Regions from separate parts of the Mus musculus genome. Here regions 2, 3 and 4 are each linked to region 1. A link is a contact called in public HiChIP or PLAC-seq and promoter capture Hi-C data. All regions are on one chromosome and are shown on one strand. The core of a region is the stretch at or near the end of the contact, and the rest is flanking DNA. Distances in the headings are between cores, read along the strand shown.

Region 1 (3,247 bases), core at 220-2,719:
AACATTTCCAGCATCAAACGGACCCTCAGCCCACCCAAAGCTCACAGGATTAACATGAATCCAGCCATAGCCATACTATTCCCTGAACAGCTTGGTCACCTACACTCTTATCCTCAAAGTCCTGCCTGTCAGGTACAGAACCAGCATCAGAACTTTGGCTTTGGCACTAGGAAGGCAGAGGCAGGAGGATTGCCTGAAATTGAAGCCTGTAAGTTCCAGGTAAGCCTGGGTTACAGTGACCTTGTCTTGCAGAGAGGAAAACAAAAAACAAAAGACAAAAACAGAACGCAAACTTGCTCCTAGACTTGGTGATGTCAACCTGATCCGCACCCTAACATATAGCGGTGCCAGGCCTACTAAGTCTTGACATGGTCTGAGGCTTTGCCCGTCATGTTCCAGGCAGTCAAAAGGTCTGGGAATGGAGCAGTGTTCACCAGCATGCAAACTTGTAGCCACACCCTCCCAAGTGGAGCCCTTTCTCCCTGATCTATGGCAGGCCAGACTCTATACTCCACCCCAGGCCAATCGGGCAGTCTGACACTAGCTAAGATAAAAACCCATTGTAACCAGTGGCTTATCTAAAGCACAAATATTTGCATTTTGGATCAATGCTACTTGGAACAGTCCCAGGCACTGTGGGTTAAAAATATCTCCCACCAGACTCACTCACAGAAGTGAAAGAGATAAACCGACTGCTCGAATTTATCTGTCTACAACATTAAGAAGCGTGGAAAAGTGGTAATTACAGATCTCCCCATGGTCTCCGGGTATCATCTTTTGGGTAAAACTAAGCTTTTACTTAGCTCCTGAAAGTGAGACCTAATGTCAGCTGACGTCCCTGGAATTCTGCAATCCACTTTGGTTTGAACTAACAGTCGCTCTGTTCCAGGGGTACCAATAACAGAAGTTGGAACTACGACATGACTCAATTTTCAGAAGGCCGATGCTCCTCCCCTACCCGCTGCCAGGGGGCCGCTCACCTCTCGGGCGGAGCGCAACTGCTGGCGCAGCGCATCCTTGCAGCCATACGGGCCTCCGGCGCCCGCGCCGCGGGGCTGGAAATGAGCCTCGACACGCGTGGCACCGCGGTAGGCACCCTGGTAGAAGGAAGGCCAGCCGAGCTCCAACGCCGGCGGTTCCAGGTCCGACTGCTCCGGAAAGTAGGTGCCCGACGAGCATTCGTGAGAGGAGCCGAACGAGTCCTCCGCTACCGCCGCCCCATCCTCGCCCGGCCGCTCGGCAGCGCCCAGAACCTCGCGCACCTCGTCGGCGTTGAGGAAGCGGCCCAGCCGCTCACGCCGTAAGAAGGCGGCCCAGGCGTCGGGACCACCGGCCAGCAGCTGCTCGAGAGCCAGACGCCGCGCCTCGCTGAACAGCTCCGTGGGGTTGGGCGGTCCGCACGGAGACAGGCAGGCCGCGGGAAGGTCGTCCAACAGCTCGAAGCGAGCAGCCATGGCAGTGCCCAGAACCGATCCACTTGTCTACGGTGGTAGTCTGAGTTTTTATAGGCATCTTTGAATCAAACCAGCCCGCTCTATTGGCTCGCCGCCCCGCCCCAGCAATCCCATTGGCTGGATGTCTCCCATGCGTACCAAAGGCTCTGCCCCCTCATTGCTATTGGTTGCTCCTGAGACAGAACCCGCCCACCCTCTGCTCTCACTGCCTGATGGCTGAGCGGAATTTAAATCTGACTTTACCCCGCCCTAGCGGCTCCAGAACCCTGCCAACCCGGGACATAGCCCCGCACTGTCCGAGCACGCCCCCTGCCGAGTGCCCTATAACATGGTGCTTCAAGGACTCGGACTAGGGGTAGGACTTGCTCCTGGACATGCTTATTTTGGTGTGATCAGCCTCATTGCCACTCCACCCTGCATCTAATCATTAACTTATCAATACAGAGAGCAAGTGAGAAGGAGAGAAGGACAGAGGGACGGAGGGAGGGGGAGGGAGAAGGAAGGGAAAAGATGGGGAGGAAGAGAGACAAAGAGACAGAGATAGAGCCTGGAGTGGTGGTTCATCAGTTAAGAGCACTTCCAGAGGATCTGGGTTTAGCACTGTCTCCCCTGGCAACCTCTAACCACCTATAATGCTTCCAGGGAATCTGATGATGCCCTTTCTGGTATCCACGGACACTGTATGCATACGTAGCACACAAACATACACATTAAATAAAAATAAATAAATGTCTTTTTTTCTCAGTGGTGCAGAGCTGGGGGTGGTGGCACACTCCCAGCACATGGGAGGTTAGGGTAGGAGAATCTGGAGTTCGAAGCCATCTTATTCTGTGTCAATCCTAAGAGAGGTCACAGAAGACCTTGCAAACATACACATATATATCTATATACATATACACATACATATATGCTCATACATATACATCTATATACTAATCCACTGTGGTATCTACTTCTTCGCTTAAAGGTCTCTCTCACTCTCTCTCTCTCTCCCTTTCTCATATCTTGTAGCGAAGGATGACCTTGGCTTTCTAACCCCCTGCCTCTACCTCTGTAAACTTAAAACAAACCAGTACTGCTGTGAGGATCTCCTCCCTCTCTTCATCCTTCCCTGGTTCCAGCCTTCTCAGGGAAGTTATTCAAGCCCAAAGGCAAGAGCTTCCTGTGTCCCCACTCTGGCATCCAGGATGCAGAAGACTACCTTCCTCTATCAAATCGAACCAGCTCTTGCATGTAATAAGGACAGGGGCCAGGCCTGAGGCTGTACAGTCACACAGTGTCTTTGCCTCTGTTTCCTGGGTTAAAAGCAAGGATAATCAGAGATCATAATCTATGATCCCATTGAATGACGTAGAGCATTGCTCTCCACTATAAGCTAAAGGAAAAAGCCCAGAGAGGAACATGGGAAGGCCCAGGACAAGTCAGTGGAACAGAGGAAGGGAGCACCCTGGTAACATAAATAACATAAACCAATCAAACTGTAATAAAACTGCTGCTGTAGGATATCACGTGACTTCGAAGAAAATATTTGACAGGATAAAGCCCAACACTGACCACCTATCTTTCCTTAAATTCATAAGTTTTCACCACTATCTCCCAATCTAGAAACCTCTTTAGTTCCACCTATGAATCCCCAAAGCTCCCCTGACTTGGGGACCTCCTCGGGGAGCCTTCTGGGTGCAGCCATGTCTGGGAGCCTCCCTGGCACGATCTCTTGTGGAACTCAAACCAGTCCCATGCAGACGAGGGCACAGCAGTAACCACAGTCAGACCAGCAGGTGTTATTAAAAGGA
Region 2 (3,247 bases), core at 502-3,001, 2.0 Mb before region 1:
CTAACACAGACCTGGCTCTTAGGCTAGGTCCCTTCAACCATAGACTCTTTGGGGGTTCTTGTAAGAAACATCTCAAAGCCTGGAGTTGCAAAGACTCCTCATCCTGCCTCACACCGAGGAAAATGACTATCAGAAAGAGCCGAGGTTTCTCAAAACTCCTGACTTACTTCTCCCACCAGAGACTTGTGTGTAAACCCACCACACTCAGGTCTGGGAAGGCTACGACAGGAAACCAGAGGAGCAACTCTGGGCTACCCTGTGGTCACGAGAACATCCAACACAAAGGGCTGGACCTCAAAACCCAAGGCCAGGGAACCTTTCTGAATGCAAGCTCCTTGTTATATGCTGCAAGGGCAAAGGAGCCCTGGCTCTAGCTTTGGATGGCTGCCTAGCACCATGGACCTCCAAAATTCAGATCTGGGGCAAAAAAAAAAAAAAAAAAAAAAACCATCCACGGGACATGGGGAGGGGGAAGCAGTCACGGTTTTAGCTTTCATACCCCATCCTCCCAAAGAAGAGGGAGATGAGTAGGCCCGCTCTGCTCCACAACCAGCCCTACCCCAACATCTGCCTAAGTTCTACATGAGGATTCCAAAGGTTCTTGCGCCAATAAGCCCATCCCGGAGCTCTTAGGAGTTTTCACAGACAGCACACTCTGGAGAAATGGCAGTGGGCAGGAAGATCTTGTCGGTTCCCCAGGTTCTCAGGTTGGATGAGGGGGTCCCTGTCTTGGCTTCCCCTCACAGCCACTGACAGCCGCCCGATGCTAAGGGCCGGAATCCCACTCCACTTGTCCAACCAGTGAGGACTCTTAGGCCTCAGGGCAAAGTGCCTGGAACACTCCCCCCCTACTGGGGGAGGGGGTGTCCTATCAGGTGATCCAAGACCCGGATGCCCCCCTCCACCCGCCCCAGAGTGACCACCAGGGACTGGGCGGAGACGGGGCGCCAGGCGCGAGGCCCGAAAGTTTGCCCAAGTGTTTGGGAGGCGGGCAGGCGCGAGGCAGGCCGGAGTGGGGCGCACTTACTGGACCCCTCGATTTTGTCCGCGCCGCGGCTCCATGTGATCTGGCGCGTCTCCAACTTGACCTGGAAGGTCTTCCGTTCTGGCCGCTGCGACTTCTTGGAGTAGAACAAAGTCATGACGGTGCCCACCTCGAGGCTGCGGCAGAGGTGCAGCACCTCGGCTTCGGAGGGTGCGCCAGGCCCGCAGCCGTTGGCGCAGGGGGTCGCGACGCCCGCCATGCTGCAGCGACCTCGGCGACGCAAGCCGGCGGGCCCGGAGCGGCGGAGGCGGAGGCGGTGGCGGCGGCCGGGGAGGCGAGCGGGACCCGGTGGCAGCTCCTGCGGGCGGACGCGGGGCGGGGACTGAGCGCGGGGGCGGGGCGGGGTGAGGCTCCGCCCTCAGCGCGCCGGGAACAAAGACGCTCCTGGGGACGACCCCCGCCCACCGCCGCGCCTGCGCCCCGCAACCCGGGGCAGGCCGCAGCGGGCGGACCTGGACACCTCGGTTCGGCCGAGCTTTCCCCGCGCAGGCCTGACACAACGCGGGGCACGGCCGCCCGTCACGCACGCAACCCCGCCCACAGGCTGCGGCCCGTCGGTCCGACGCGCGCACGGGCCTCCGGCCCACACGGGACCCGCCGCGGCAGTGTGCACGCCTCCCAGGGAGCGAGGGGGCTGCGCGACCCCCAGCCCTCCCGCCGAACCCGGTTACCTGGCAAGGCTGCCGGGCGGAGGGAGCCGCGCCAGCCTGGCCTCCTCACACCCGCGGTGGCGGCGGGGGCGGGCCCTCCGCGCACCCTCTCCGGGGAGGGGCGCACTCGTGGATTGGCTAACAGGCCGTGAGTGACAGCACGCCTGCCACGCCCCCTCTGCGCAGACGTCTTTTGCAAGGGCTTGAGCAGACAGACGGGTTCTAGGGTGGCCTTGGAGTGTGGCCTCTGGGGAGGGGGCCACGCAGGTGTGGGCAGGGCCCTCAGACTCTCGGACGCGGGTCCGGTGGCCTTCGAGGCCTCTCGCGTGGTCCGCTGCCCTCCTCACGCTCCGCCCGCGCCCTACCTGCACTTAGTCTCCGAAGCTCTGGTTTGTCCTCTGCCTCATTTTCCTCTGGACTCAGTGCTGGGCCAGTTGCAGGGTGGCTTCCCCTCTGCGCAGACACAGGTGACCCCAATCCTGGGTCTCCCCTGACCTCCCGACCCAGGCATCTCGTCATCTGCGCCACAGCCTTGCTTGCCATCCTCATCACATGGCCCCTTTCACCCGCTACACCTTCTCTATATGGCAGTGAACTCCTGAATTTGGAAGACCCCACACCTTGCAAGAACCTTTTTTCTTCTCTCCCTCATCCCTAAGTAATCCACTGAGGCTCTTCCCTCCTGCCTTTGGGGCTCTCTCCACTCTACGCACGATCCTGAGGACCCCTCTTCTCTCTGTGTACACTATCCTCTTGGGTCTTGCCTGCATCTGAGCTTCAGAATTTACCACTAAAGCCTTTGAAATTGCGTACGTGAATTCCCACTGTGCTTCAAATCAGCACAGCTTCGTGGCCCAGCAGTCCTGTCTTGCCTTCCCCTATCTCTCCTGCTTCATCCCTCACCGCGGACTTTGCCTCTATTCTCCAGACATGACACCTGTCTGTGACTGTTAAATAACTTAAAATCAATCTTCCAAAAGCCGTTCTCTGAACAGCACGGGTAAACCCGAGGGCATCCCTTGATCCTGCCGTCTGGCCAATGATGAGCAGACAGTTAGTTGGACAGCTACCCTGCAGCTCTGGACAGCATCTGCATTTCAGAGGTGAGAAGTCCCACACAACATCCCCTTGCAGGAAAGCTCCCCTGGGATTCCTGAGACTAGAATTTGTGATGTATGGGTTTGGACAACCCACCCACCTGGGCCACCTTCGCTTTGCCAGGCAAATAGTGACAGATGCGCTATTTCCCTTGAGGGTGGTCTCAAGAACGTCCGAATTCTGTATACCACTGAGGAACTTTGTCCTGAGGGACTGGGGAGTTGAGATAGACTGACTGCCACCTAGTGACAGGCCTCTGATGTAGGCGGAAACTGGACTTGAGGTTGGCTTGCACAACTCATGATCCTAATTATCTTCTAATCAAGGTTTCAGAGCCCCGTGACTTGAAGTCAGGCTATGTAATAAGTGGGAAGCTGAGTGTCTGTGTTCCACAAGAGAGCCCACTGGGTGAGAGGTAATCCTGGTGGCCATTGGCTAGCTGGCCAATCATTAA
Region 3 (3,247 bases), core at 256-2,755, 1.9 Mb before region 1:
ACTGCTATATATATATATAGAGGCTAGCTGGCACGGACTCATCCATTCTCGTCTCCACTTCCCCTCTCACCACAGGGACACGCTACAATTGCAGACAAGTGTGCTACTTTGATGTGGTTCTAAAAAAACATCCTTAAGACACCAGGCTGGTACAGCAGGTACTTTACCCACTGAGCCAGCCTCCCAGCCAGAAAAGCACTTTTGGAGCACTAGTGTATTCAGAGTGAAATACAGGTACACATGCACCTGAAACACTGGGAATAGCACCAGGAACTCACTTCTTTCAGGAAAGTCTAATCATTCCACAGCATGAGGTGAGGGTGGGTTAGGCAGCAAGTAAGTATATGTAAAGACTGTCCAAAAAAGCCTGTGGTTCACAAGGAAAGCCACTACAATAGTTAATAAATCCTGGAAGTGATTTTGTGTCCTCAGATAGATCATAACTGACAGTGAAAGAAAAGTACTTAAAAGCTTAATCTACAAAATATTCAAAGAGAATATTGCACTCCTAGGGCCAATTTCTATCTTTTCTCAAAAAAAAAAAAATCAACTTTATAATATTATATAGAAACAATTTATGCCACAATAGCATTTTGCTGCATTCTAAATGAGATTAATATCTCACACTTACAACTATGTAAGTACTAATAATAATTCAAAAGAATTAAAATTTATTACAGAAATCTAAAACTTAACCAGAAGCCTACTCATTGTAATAATTGAGAGACATCTCATCTCATAATGGGTAGTATTGCTCAACCAGACTGTATGAAACATAGGGAATACATCACAAAACAAACTTGTGCTACAGGTACATTATCAGCTTAGAAGACATAACCTAAAAGGCAAATAGGTGGTGTAGCTCTTCCTCAGCACACTCAAGATTCTGTGTTGGAAAAGGATTTTTTGAGTAAGGTGTTTCCTGTTTTCCCCACTCAGTCTGAACAAGAGTTGCCAGCAAAACAGCAACATGATTCAAATATAATGGAGGGGAATACAAACAAACAAACAAACAAATGGGGGCAAAAAGACAAGGTAGCAGTAGCCTATAATTGTAGCATTCGGAAGGCTGGGAAAGGAGGATTGTGCATTTGAAACTGGTCTCAGCTACAAAATCAGCATCTCAAAACAAAAAATAAAAATAGATAAGGAAATTTTAAGGAATGTGTTCCCTGGTATGTTTGTTTTCATAAACTAAATATTCCCCAATAGTGTTCTTATTTTGGGTGGGGAGCCTTTGCACTGCACTGGCTTTGTCCCACCCACAAAGAACCTACTTGATTTGTTTTAAATGGGCTGTGGAAGGATTAAGTAACAGCTATAGCACCGGAGTGGTGGAGGGTGTGTAGGTTCCCAGCAATCATCGTAGTACTTTGTGGGAAAAGTTGAGCTCCCGGAAACAAAAAGAAACTGTTGAGTCAGAGTTGAAATGGCAGGTCCTTAACAGCGGCTGCAATTCTGTGCTTCAGCCAACTCATGTCCTGTGCAGAGGCGGCCAGGGGGAAGTCCAGGGCAAGGCAGCAATGTCCTGCCTACCAGTACTTACTTATCAGTTTGCACTAGTAAGTCAAACACTCTTGACTTATTTGGAGGAGTTTTATAACCAAAGGGAGGAAATCCTAGGAGGACCAACAGAGAAAAGGAAACTAGAGGTAGGGACCACAGGCCTTAGTTTCCTTGAAACCCCACAATAAAAAAAAAAAAAAAAAAAAACTACTTTCTATCGTCATCACCTTGGCTTTCACAGTGAGGCTTTTCCAGCGAGCTGTCTAAAGTTAGTGAGCTCAGGTCAGGCTACAGAATACAGCAATTGTCTTTTTCAAGGTCTTAAGGCCTTTTCTCTTCACTAGGAAGTTTAAATTTGTGTATTTTCGTAAATCTTCAGGAATGATCTAGTGTGTAGGGTGTCTTACAGTTTCTGGTCAAACTGGTTAGCTAATCTAAAAACTTGCCAGTCACACCACCAAGTGTTTTATGCCACTGACTTCCTACATAGATTAAATCAGTAGTCTCTATCTATCTGGGACTTGGGTGTCTGAACACAAGCATATTCAATAAACATTTCCGAACCTTTCGAAAATATTAGTTGAACATCCATTTCCCAAAACATGTGATTTTTTTCCATTTTCATTTTTTTCACCCCTAGATTTTGGAGAATGACGGTATGTGGGGGTGTGTTTGTAAAAATAAGGTATCAGGTTGGGTATTATTAGTAATCAGTGATGGGAATCTTTAATTCCAGCACTCAGGCAGAGACAAGCAGGCCTCTGAGATCAAAGCCAGCTAAGACTACAAAAATGAGACCTTATCTCAAAAAAAAAAAAAAAAAAGAGGGAGGGAGAGAGAGAAATAAAATATCTTAAGGATGAGACCCAGGTCAAAATTCACTTGTTTCATATACAGATTTCAATTATTGGATGCTAATAAACCCGTCTCATCCTAAACCCACAGGCATCTATGCTCCTAAAGCCATTGCTGGCGGTTAAAGAGATACACCAAGGGGCTGGTGAGATGGCTCAGTGGGTAAGAGCACCCGACTGCTCTTCTGAAGGTCCAGAGTTCAAATCCCAGCAACCACATGGTGGCTCACAACCATCTGTAACAAAATCTGACGCCCTCTTCTTCTGGAGTGTCTGAAGACAGCTACAGTATACTTACATATAATAAATAAATAAATCTAAAAAAAAAAAAAAAAAAAAAAAAAAGAGATACACCAAATAGCTCTGAATGGTTTTGCTATTTTGGTGTCCAGTGTCTCTCCCTGTTAGTAAATACATTTATTTGATTCATAAACACCCAGTCCTACCTCTCATCTATTAACCTGGTGAATTATAAATACATAGAGAGTTTGAGAACGAACTCTAGCATCTCTGGACAGAACTCTTAGAATGAAGGAGTCAGTTGGACATTACTACCTGATACACAGTCAGTCGAAGGATTGTGAGAGGCTACTCTCAGATCCCTCAACCCAAGGACAAAAACACAGATGTGGAACTCTCAGACATTTTAGAAAGTTCCAAGAGACCCAAGGAGGCCAGATAAGGTGGCATGTGCCTCAGGAGCAGATGGGTACATCTACTGAATTCAAGGACAGCTGATCTATATTATCAAGTTACAGGCCAGGCAGGGCTACACAGTTAGAAATGTCTCAAAAAAATAAAATTAAGAGACCTAGGCAGAGCGTTTCTTTAAAATTCACCTGTCAAAGGCACAGTTGCACTACTTAGAGTGACATAGCTTAGGTTTC
Region 4 (3,247 bases), core at 371-2,870, 1.7 Mb before region 1:
GGTCTGCCTGTGCAGACCTATAGACTCAACCAAGCACATGCTGTTGAACACTTGAAATGTCACTGGTTGGTGAGAGAAGGGGCTGCGCTTTTAATTGGGTGTTCTTTTAATTTAATTTTAAGTAGCCACATGTAGCCAGTGACTAACACTTTGAATAGCACAAGGCTCAAGGGTCTGCTTCGTGAAGGTGAGTTCCTCTCAAAGGTAACTTAGCTGTATTCCCTTCATAGAGGTTGTGATAGTTATCCAGCCTGGCCCTGTAATATCTGTGTCTGTGTGGTGCTGAGGGTTGAACTCGGGGCTTCACACATGCTACATAAATATTCTACCACTAAGCTGCATCCCCAGTTTTGACTCTATAATCCTGCTTTCAAAAATTTAACCTAAGGAAAACCTGTAAGAAGGACGCTCGCCACTGCGCTGTTATGGATAATTGGGGAAAGATGGAAATGGTCTAAGGGTCTGAGTCATAAGGGGTTGAGCTGGTCAAACAGAGGCGTCCACGAGGCAGAAGCCATGCAACCATCAAATTGTGTGGGTTAAATAATTACTGCCACAGATAAAGTGTTTATGACTCATCGTTGAAAGTAGAAGGAGGGAATAAAGCTCTGTTTGTGTCATAATTTTGACTTCAGGGGAAGTTTATATTGTATAATCTGGTAGAAGGGCATGTGAATTTGTTTTCTTGGATGTCTTTTTTTTTTTAAATTTAGATTCTAAATGTTTTGTAATGGTCACATTCCGCCTAATCATCAGAAATATAAAGTTGATGTAGTCTTTTATTTAAAAAAAAAATTAGTCATCTTGGGGCTGGAGAGAAGGCCTAGGGTTAAGGGTTAAAAGCACGTGGAGATGGTGCTCAGTCTATCACAGGTCGTTACAATATAGCATGAAAAACACCCTAAATTGAAGACAATATGTTGCAGAGGCAGTCGTTGCTGGGACGAGGTGGCCACTGCAAAGCTTCAGACAGAAGTCAGCTCAAGTCAAATGTAGCGATAATGATCACGGACCAGATCTTCTTGCTTCTTTTTGCCTCAGCAAACTTCTGAAACAGGTATTCAATTTAAGTCCTGGATGCCTCCCCTGGCCAATTTTTAGATCAGCTCTGTAGAAGATGCGGCTGCTGTCTCTGTCCTGTGATAACCACTGGTGCTAGTGGGAATTTCAGTACCCCGGAGGTGCTCAGCACAAAGGGCTCCCACTACTAACAATGGCAACTCTCTTGACCACGCCCCCTAAACTGCTTCCCTCTGCAGACTTCCCCTTTCTTGTTTCCTGTGACCACCCTCTGAGCACACTAGCCGCCCTCTCCACTCCCCATCTCCTACCAAGTCCTACCACAGGCAGATGAAGAACTTTCTCCCAAGTCTCCCTCTGGTACTTCCTCCTTCCTATAGCCATCTCCTCACTCCAACTATACAGTTGCAGCCTTTGGTTCATAACTGTGACCCAAAGAAAAACGTCGAGAACATAAAATCTATAGAAGGAACCCTGGGAGAACACCTAGGCTCAGCAAAACGCAGAGAGAGTTTTTAGTCTTCCGTGAGTAGGAGGGATGCGCCTCACTCCGGAGCATCCATCACCTCACGTGTTCTCCTGCCCAGAGGCTTCTGAAGCTGCTTGCACGGGGCGGGGGTGGCAGGGAGCGCGCTAAGAGTCAGGTTTGTCTGTGTCTTTTGTCTTTCACTCCAGTTACCCGGAGTCAAATGAAAAGATGGCCTATGCTTCTGGCCCCGCCCCTTCCAACATCCTCCTCCCTCCAAGGCCTGGGTTCCTTATCCTAGGTGGAGCTTTCTGGACAAGGGGCTGGAATCTGTGTGCTTTCACTCTCTGGCAGGCTAGAAGCTGCTGGCTCAGCCACCCAGTTCAGCTCCGCCCACGTAGCAGCTCCGCTCTCCCAGCCAACTCCCCCCCCCCCGCCCCCCCATGCCTATTCCCCCGGGCCTGCGGCTTGGAATCAATTAGAATCAGCAAACAGGCTTAGAATGTCCCTGTGGCTCTCAGCCCCCAGCCGGGAAGTGCCCTAGGGTGGAAAGGGCAGGTTCTCTTTTTCCTTAAGATGAGGAAACTAAAACTGGAAAAGAGGCATCAGAAAGATTTTGCTGGAACAAGCCCCCTTAAAAAGTGTCCCTGTGTGGACAGGGCCAAGCCCAGCACCACTCCCCAGCACTGGCTTACAGGAACCTTACAGGAACCTTGTTTTCCGGGTGTCAGTGGAGTCTGTGGCGTGTGGCGTTCCCATCAGTACCAACATCTGGGGCAGGGTGGGGGTCGGGTCTTAATTAAGATTCAGTGACTCTATTGGCACCAAAATAAACGTGACATTTATCAGAACCTGCTAAATCTATTCAGCGCTTGTTTCCATCGGAAGTGCAGAGTTTGTGCCCTGGGCCTGGAGAGAAAAGGTCTTTGCTGCTGAATTGGGGAGGGGCGGCAAGAAGGAGGTGGGGTGGAGAAGAGAAAGAGGAAGGGGCCAAGTAAGACTGTCACGTGGTATTTGCCGGCCCAACGCTGCCCAGTTCTGTTCACACAAAGTAGAGCAACCCTAAGCTCAGTGATGGGGCTGGGGGCAAGGGTACTATTGGGGCTCAGGGAAACAGGGTCCCCAGTTAATGAAATCACCATGAACCTTGCGTGGGTGTTTGTGTGCATTCCAACATCTCTCCCTCCCCACCCCCACCCCCATGGAAAAATCCCAACCAGAGCAGGTAGACTTCGCGCCTGGGCTCAGGGTTTGCGCTGAAATGGAAATCAAGTAGTTTGGGCACTGCTCAGGTGGAGGTAAGGAAAGGAGGTTGCCATTTGGCTGCCTGTGTTTCTAGCCCAGATCTGCCCCTTAGCGGATGTGTGACCTTGGCAAGTTGCTTAGCCACACTGAACTCCAACTTATTTTGTTGTGAGCACCTCGATTAATAATCACAGCATACTTGTCCTGTCTGGTGCTGTGGGAGGGGCTATACATACATGATTCTCATTTAACCCTCCGCACTCTAAAAGAGTCCCTTTAATTCAGACGAGGAACCTGAGGCTTGGATACTATTGTCATAGATCGGACAGATCAGAAGTCCCAGAAAACATAAGAAACCCAAAACACATCTTTCTTCTTTCTAATCGGTGACTTGCTAGTTCCTAAGGGCCCTCCACTCCCACCCAAAGAGGAGAGGCCAAGTGAGGATCCAGGAAATGGGAGTAGAGAACATATTACAGAGTTTATGGAGGGAGGACACAGTTGATTGTTCTTTGT

The links. Promoter capture Hi-C pulls out the DNA fragments that hold promoters and counts their contacts. HiChIP or PLAC-seq counts read pairs in DNA pulled down with a chosen protein or histone mark.
Region 2: a promoter capture Hi-C map of hematopoietic stem and progenitor cells shows a contact between it and region 1, with 5 times the contacts expected there. The contact joins the promoter of Plcg1 here to the promoter of Fam83d in region 1. A contact is called at or near these places in 14 of 39 promoter capture datasets (the 3T3-L1 cell line, the C10 cell line, HPC-7-derived erythroid cells and 11 more), 1 of 15 datasets of contacts at CTCF or cohesin (large pre-B cells), 7 of 115 datasets of contacts at active chromatin or transcription factors (cardiomyocytes, embryonic forebrain, embryonic midbrain and 4 more) and 1 of 9 other capture datasets (macrophages).
Region 3: an H3K27ac HiChIP or PLAC-seq map of embryonic stem cells shows a contact between it and region 1, with 13 times the contacts expected there. The contact joins the enhancer-like site here to the promoter of Fam83d in region 1. A contact is called at or near these places in 6 of 39 promoter capture datasets (the 3T3-L1 cell line, cranial neural crest, frontonasal cranial neural crest and 3 more) and 6 of 115 datasets of contacts at active chromatin or transcription factors (the 230-238 cell line, astrocytes, embryonic stem cells and 3 more).
Region 4: a contact with region 1 is called in an H3K27ac HiChIP or PLAC-seq map of embryonic stem cells, with 8 times the contacts expected there. The contact joins the enhancer-like site here to the promoter of Fam83d in region 1. A contact is called at or near these places in 4 of 39 promoter capture datasets (cranial neural crest, embryonic stem cells, hippocampal neurons and 1 more) and 4 of 115 datasets of contacts at active chromatin or transcription factors (astrocytes and embryonic stem cells).

What each region holds. Positions count from the first base shown.
Region 1 is chr2:158,766,321-158,769,567 of GRCm38.p6, reverse strand. Fam83d (family with sequence similarity 83, member D) reads right to left here and starts at 1,469. Exons shown (of 4, transcript NM_027975.2): 1 at 981-1,469. The coding sequence starts at 1,454. Ppp1r16b (protein phosphatase 1, regulatory subunit 16B) reads right to left here. Exons shown (of 11, transcript NM_001159662.1): 11 at 3,234-3,247.
Region 2 is chr2:160,729,814-160,733,060 of GRCm38.p6, reverse strand. Plcg1 (phospholipase C, gamma 1) reads right to left here and starts at 1,751. Exons shown (of 34, transcript NM_021280.3): 1 at 1,717-1,751; 2 at 1,028-1,343. The coding sequence starts at 1,244. Gm52567 (a long non-coding RNA gene) reads left to right here and starts at 2,314. Exons shown (of 2, transcript XR_003954082.1): 1 at 2,314-3,247.
Region 3 is chr2:160,698,674-160,701,920 of GRCm38.p6, reverse strand. The region is part of intron 9 of Top1 (topoisomerase (DNA) I); the gene reads right to left. Among named protein-coding and RNA genes, the nearest start is that of Gm52567, 30 kb to the left of the region's middle. Within about 2 kb of position 1,505, at least 97 of the 459 cell types and tissues checked have an H3K27ac peak or open chromatin away from gene starts, as enhancers often do. A contact at or near this core is called in astrocytes and embryonic stem cells, where this site is marked.
Region 4 is chr2:160,450,199-160,453,445 of GRCm38.p6, reverse strand. No RefSeq gene overlaps it. Among named protein-coding and RNA genes, the nearest start is that of Gm34980, 77 kb to the right of the region's middle. Within about 2 kb of position 1,620, at least 176 of the 459 cell types and tissues checked have an H3K27ac peak or open chromatin away from gene starts, as enhancers often do. A contact at or near this core is called in embryonic stem cells, hippocampal neurons and neural stem cells, where this site is marked.